2 separate regions of the Mus musculus genome follow, and region 1 is linked to region 2. Evidence: chromatin contacts called from public HiChIP or PLAC-seq data. All regions are on one chromosome and are shown on one strand. The core of a region is the stretch at or near the end of the contact, and the rest is flanking DNA. Distances in the headings are between cores, read along the strand shown.

Evidence for each region. HiChIP or PLAC-seq counts read pairs in DNA pulled down with a chosen protein or histone mark.
Region 1: a contact with region 2 is called in an H3K27ac HiChIP or PLAC-seq map of embryonic stem cells, with 7 read pairs. The contact joins the enhancer-like site here to the promoter of Rpl39l in region 2. A contact is called at or near these places in 1 of 39 promoter capture datasets (macrophages), 3 of 484 Hi-C or Micro-C datasets (cerebral cortex, embryonic stem cells and nephron progenitors), 1 of 115 datasets of contacts at active chromatin or transcription factors (embryonic stem cells) and 1 of 9 other capture datasets (liver).

What each region holds. Positions count from the first base shown.
Region 1 is chr16:10,215,561-10,218,260 of GRCm38.p6, reverse strand. All of the region lies in intron 6 of Atf7ip2 (activating transcription factor 7 interacting protein 2), which reads right to left. Among named protein-coding and RNA genes, the nearest start is that of Gm24667, 21 kb to the left of the region's middle. Within about 2 kb of position 1,405, at least 7 of the 459 cell types and tissues checked have an H3K27ac peak or open chromatin away from gene starts, as enhancers often do. A contact at or near this core is called in embryonic stem cells, where this site is marked.
Region 2 is chr16:10,168,847-10,171,546 of GRCm38.p6, reverse strand. Rpl39l (ribosomal protein L39-like) reads right to left here and starts at 1,319. Exons shown (of 3, transcript NM_026594.2): 1 at 1,223-1,319; 2 at 1,056-1,132.

The DNA of each region.
Region 1 (2,700 bases), core at 156-2,655, 47 kb before region 2:
ACTGGACACGCAAACTTTATATGCCCCAGTACAGGGGAATGCCAGGGCCAAAAAGTGGGAATGGGTGGTTAGGGGAGTGGGGGGAGGGTATGGGGGACTTTTGGGATAGCATTGGAAATGTATTTGAGGAAAATATGTAATAAAAAAAACCTGACTAAGTGTCTGTTCCTTGTTCCAAACAGCAATTAATTTTGTTATTATAGAATATTAATATTTGATCTATTACATACCATCATTTTAAATAAAATTGACAATCATTATCCCAAAGATAAGTTAAAAAATTGTTTTTATGCATGCTTCTGTGTCTTCTATAAATTCATGCATGCATGCATCCCAATTACTGTGTTTAAAAACAGCCCATCTATGGGAGAAATGTATATGTGAATTGGATCACATGCTTATTCTTTTGAGTTTTCTCCTGCTTCAGCAGAGATAATTAAATTGTGTGCTGTAGATGGTATATATATATATATATATATATATATATATACCAGAGCTCACAATTGCTTAAAATTGTTCATTCCTTAGATCCTATTAATTCTCAAGTTTGCAATTGCTTATGCAACTCATAAGAAAAAATACTGTTCCTTTAAGACTGTTTTTGGACAGTTAAGAATTTGTCCTGGGTTGCCTGGAAAAGACCCCTAGGATTTGCTTTTGTGTTATAGAGATTTACAAAAAGCTTTAGCTGATAAAGGATTACAGATAACTCCTGAAAAGATACAAACTCAGGATCCTCATAATTATTGGGTTTTAGGCTTAACAATCAAGCTTTTTTTCCCCAGAAGATAGTTATTCGCAGAGACAACTTACGGACTTTGAATGATTTTCAAAAATTGTTAGATGATCATATGACTCTGTATGACTCTGACCTTGATTATAGCTAAAAATTCTTTTTAGCCGAAAAGTTAATTTGGAGCACACAGCCTCCTCTCCCAGAAAAGTTACAGCCTTTCTGTGATTCTCAAAGTCACCTCCCCCACACCAGGATCTCTAAGTCTAAGCTTGATTGTTGCTAATTTGCAATTGAATGGAGTACCTGGACTTCCCCAAAGAAGCTTTTATACTGCTGGTTTTCACTGTCTCAACTTTGTTTTTCAAGCAGGTTAGTTAACAACCTTCAGTCTGACTGCAGCAGGTGTACAGTCTCGCCTCCAACAGGTGGCAGTTATTAATCTTCATGAAGAAACATTCTAAGTACATATTGTGGCTTTGGTCTGAATTGGGAATAAGGTGTGCTAATGAGGGCCGGACAGTCAAAGACAGGCACCTAGATCTTGGAACCATACCAATCTAAGACAGAGGTACATGTTAAAAAGCCGTGGCTGTTGATAACACACCATAGAGCCATGTTTTGTGTGAAATAAACACAAACAAGCTGCACGTAGCCTTCAAGATGGAATTTAGATGGTTTGGGAAGCTCTAAGATTTCCTAAGACAGGCGCGGCCGCCAGCCACAATAACTCCCAGGTAGGACTATAGAGCATAAATAAATTTTATGCCTTGGTTCTTTTTTTTTAAATATTAATAACAGGAGGGAAATTGTAACCTCCCCCAGCCTGAAGCAGGCTGAGCCAAGACCTTGACCTTGCTGCTACTAAGGAGATTACCTAGGGTGGAGCCTTCCTCCCTAGATCACTCTATTGTTCAGCCACTGCTGCTGTTCTCCTTCAAGACACTGCTACCTGTTGAGAGGCCCAAGAGCTATTCCAGAGACTACACCCTATCCTGCACATGCTGGTTCCAGGCTCCAAGAATGGATTGGCAGGAATGGGCCTCCCCTCCCTGCCCCTTTATAAGCACTTTTGCTATTAAACATCTGAGCTTTGATTAGGAATCTTGACTTAGCTCCATTTTTCTCTTGACCGCCCAGTTCCCCTCTCTTTTCATCCCTGGCTTGCCTCCCAGGTGAAACCCAGTCCATGTGAGCCATGGGTAGGCTTCCAAAACTATGTCTTTGTGCTTCCTACATATTCAAATAATATTTAATTCCTTCTCAGATCTCTGACAGGATTGAAGACTAGTTGTAGTCTCATAATTGAACTTAAATTATTTAGCATTAAAGAAAATGTTCTAGATTTGAAAGAATAGTTTTCAGATGGTAATGCTAATTCAAATCAGACATAATTCAAGTATAGAATTATAAAATCCTTTAATTAGGATAGATAATAGCATACTTTATCTAAATTGACAAATATGATGGAGTGAACATTACAAATGTCATATATATATATATACCTTATAATTTGCATAACTGTTATAATTGTGTTCAATTTTTATCTGAGAGAAAGATCCTTTTTAACTGGACAAAACGGGGGAAATATAGTGGGTTTGGCCTAATGTTGCTTATATTCTAATATTAATTAGGTCCCCAAAATTGTTTGCATGACAGTCTGCATGTAAAGACACTGAGGGATCCTGCCCCAGTTAATTCTGCTTGGTAAACAGCTGGGAAGAAGAGAGATAGGCGGGGTTTAGTATTTCCAGGTTTGGAACTGCAAGGAAGAAGAGAGAGATCCACCATGCCAGGAAAGTGTAGAGAAAAGAACACCATGCCTGGAAAGAGTACAGGACAGAGAGGCATGGCAAGGAGGAGTTAGGAGAGCGCAGCCTAGTTAGGCAGCCTTCTGGGTCCACAGCAGCCAAAAGAGAACATGGAATTAGTAAGTAATAACTCAGGATCCAGAAGGCTGCCTAACT
Region 2 (2,700 bases), core at 70-2,569:
CAAAACCATTTCAACCCAAAAGGCCCCAAACATACTGAACATACCAAATGAAAGCCTTAGCATCCTCAACTGGACCCCTTTTTAAAAGCCTGCCACGGTGATAGTACCACTGATGTGTCATGAGACCATTGAGTATGTGAGTCTGACAGGGAATTTCCAGCCCTGTGTACTGACCAACCAGATCTGGCCCTCCACCTCCCCTAAAAAGCCCCATGCTTTTGTGGCTTAGATTAGCTTATTCTGCAAGCCTCCAGCAGTTCTTCAAATGTGTTCCTTAATATTTTATTTGACCAATTGCAATGACTGTTTGCATTGGAGTGATTCTACTATGTAACAAAAAGTATGAAAAGTTGTCATCTCTGCCTTCTTTTTCTGTTTTACTTTGGTTAAGACTCCTTGCTTGACTTCCAAAGGCATGGTAATCACTGAGTATCCTTCTTCCTGTATCATATCTCTCAAAACTGGTGTTGGCAACTAGTTAGGCTTTAACATGCTTTGGAGGACACTAGAGTCAGGGCCCCATGAATACACATAATCAACCTTGTATTAAGCCAAGGATGGAAACTGCAGTACTCTTTAAATACTAGTCAGGGGAACAGGACCTGAGTCATATCTCTGGCCCCATAGGAAGACATGGTAACCCGATTTGTGTAGAAGGTTCTAACTAGATATCTAAATCCTGTTCAAAGCCCCAAGCATTATAACTGTCAACGAAGAGACTCTCTAATACATAAGGGGACATCACGAGTTCCTTCTGTAAAATCAATCCAAATGGGGCTGCAGGGCTGAGGATGTAGCTCGGGTGGCAGTTGTGTGGCATACAGGAAGTCCTAGGTTTAATCCCAGCCTGAGGTAGAAATTCGCCTCAACACAGTCAAAGTAAAAGTGGATCAAGAGGACGAAATCATTGGAAATGTTTGTAAGGGAAACAAAAGGGCCGAGTAAAGGAAAGGGAAGGGGACCACAACTCAGGAGAAAAACCACTACAAAGATCTAAAAGGAAATTGCTGGGCTTTAAAAAAAACAACTAACTGCCATATAGTGTTTCCTCTTACCTCTTCCCGGCGAGTTTAAACCAGATTTGAACTTGGAAAGGCAGGGTGGATTTGAGCGCCTGACTCTGCCGGGTTTCCTAGAAAAAACAAAAAACCGAAAGTTTCCTTGAGCCCCAAAGCTGAGGTGGTAGCACAAGCCCAGGCCGCAATGCCACACAGCGACCCACCTGTGAGCCCTGCACCGCGGGAGCCCTGGACCACACACCAGACCAACCACGCTGCTGCAGGCTCGGCAGTTAAAAGAATGGCGACCACCGGAAATCCGGAAAGGCCTGGGAGCTAGGGAGAGGCAGTGGGTGTTGAAAGTACGCAGGCGCGGATTACGTAAAGCAAGCGCTAGCTTCCAGCGCTTCCGGGTACGGCAAATTCTGGGGCTGAGTCTCGGTACCTTGCGCTTGCTAGTCTTCCGGGGATGTCTGTTAGAACTGTTAAGGCCTTAGGAGCTTGAGATTCAGAAACTGCCAAATACTATTGCACAGGACGGAAATGTTCACCTCTCAAGTATAACAGGAATGCTGCTCTCCACCCCCAGGACTCAAAATATGTTATGAATTATCTGCAGATAAAAAGCTTGCAGACATGAAAGGATATAAAAAAATAACATGTCATGTGCCGTAGTTGCTCTTGTTCATAATCCCAATATTTGAGAGGTAAAAGAAAAAAGAAGTTCAAGGTCACTCTTGGCCACACATAGCAATTGCCAAGTTAGCCAGGGCTACATACGACCCTGCCTCCAAAAGCAAAATCACATGTCAAAGCCACATGTACGATCCATGCCCGTAATTAAGTCCAGGAGCTCAAACTGACAAAGCTGGCAAAGAATCCCGCAAAGGCTTCTGACCTCAAACCCATGTTTATACCGAACCCACATAAAAGTGGCATTCTGCCAGGATAGTTCTACAGTCCATTCAGTCACTGTTGGTTTGGGGGCTCTATAGACATTTTGTACTAAGTTATAGCTCCTGTGTCCAGTGTCAGCTGCATTTTCTCTGACTCACACCATGTCGTCTAAAGATAAACTGGTCCCTATTAAAGGGTAAAACTATCTCCATCTGACATGGAAGCTTCCTACTCTCAACAGTACCTGGTAGCACAGATGGTTCCTATATGAAAGAAACCATGACTCAAAGATAGATTCAGCAAAAATGCTCCTTATCTGAGACTATGGGGTGGAACCTAAGGCAGTAAGCTTTCCACTGGACACCATCCCGATAGTCATTTCTGCCTTCAGAACCCACAGAGCCTCACCCTGATGTGCCTCAGTGCACAACCTTTATTCTCTTGGACAGCTTGTCTTTCATTGTCTGTATTAGAGCACAGTCTGCTTCTGGTGAAATGGAGTTATGCTCATGTATCTTTGTCACATAGTCCCAGGGTTTCTTGGTGGGTAATTTCCAGGGGGCAGGATTGGTGGGATTTCAAGTCCTGAGCTTGGGTCAAACTCAGGGATTGGTAGGATTTTGTTTCTTGGCCTTTGTGCCTGGGGTCAGGGTGTTTTTCCTTTGGCCTTTTCACCCTACATTGCTCAGATACATATCTAAGCCAATAGAAAGGACCCTGATATAGCTGTCTCTTGTGAGGCTATGCCCGTGCCTGGCAAACATGGAAGTGGATGCTCATAGTCAGCTATTGGATGAAACACAGA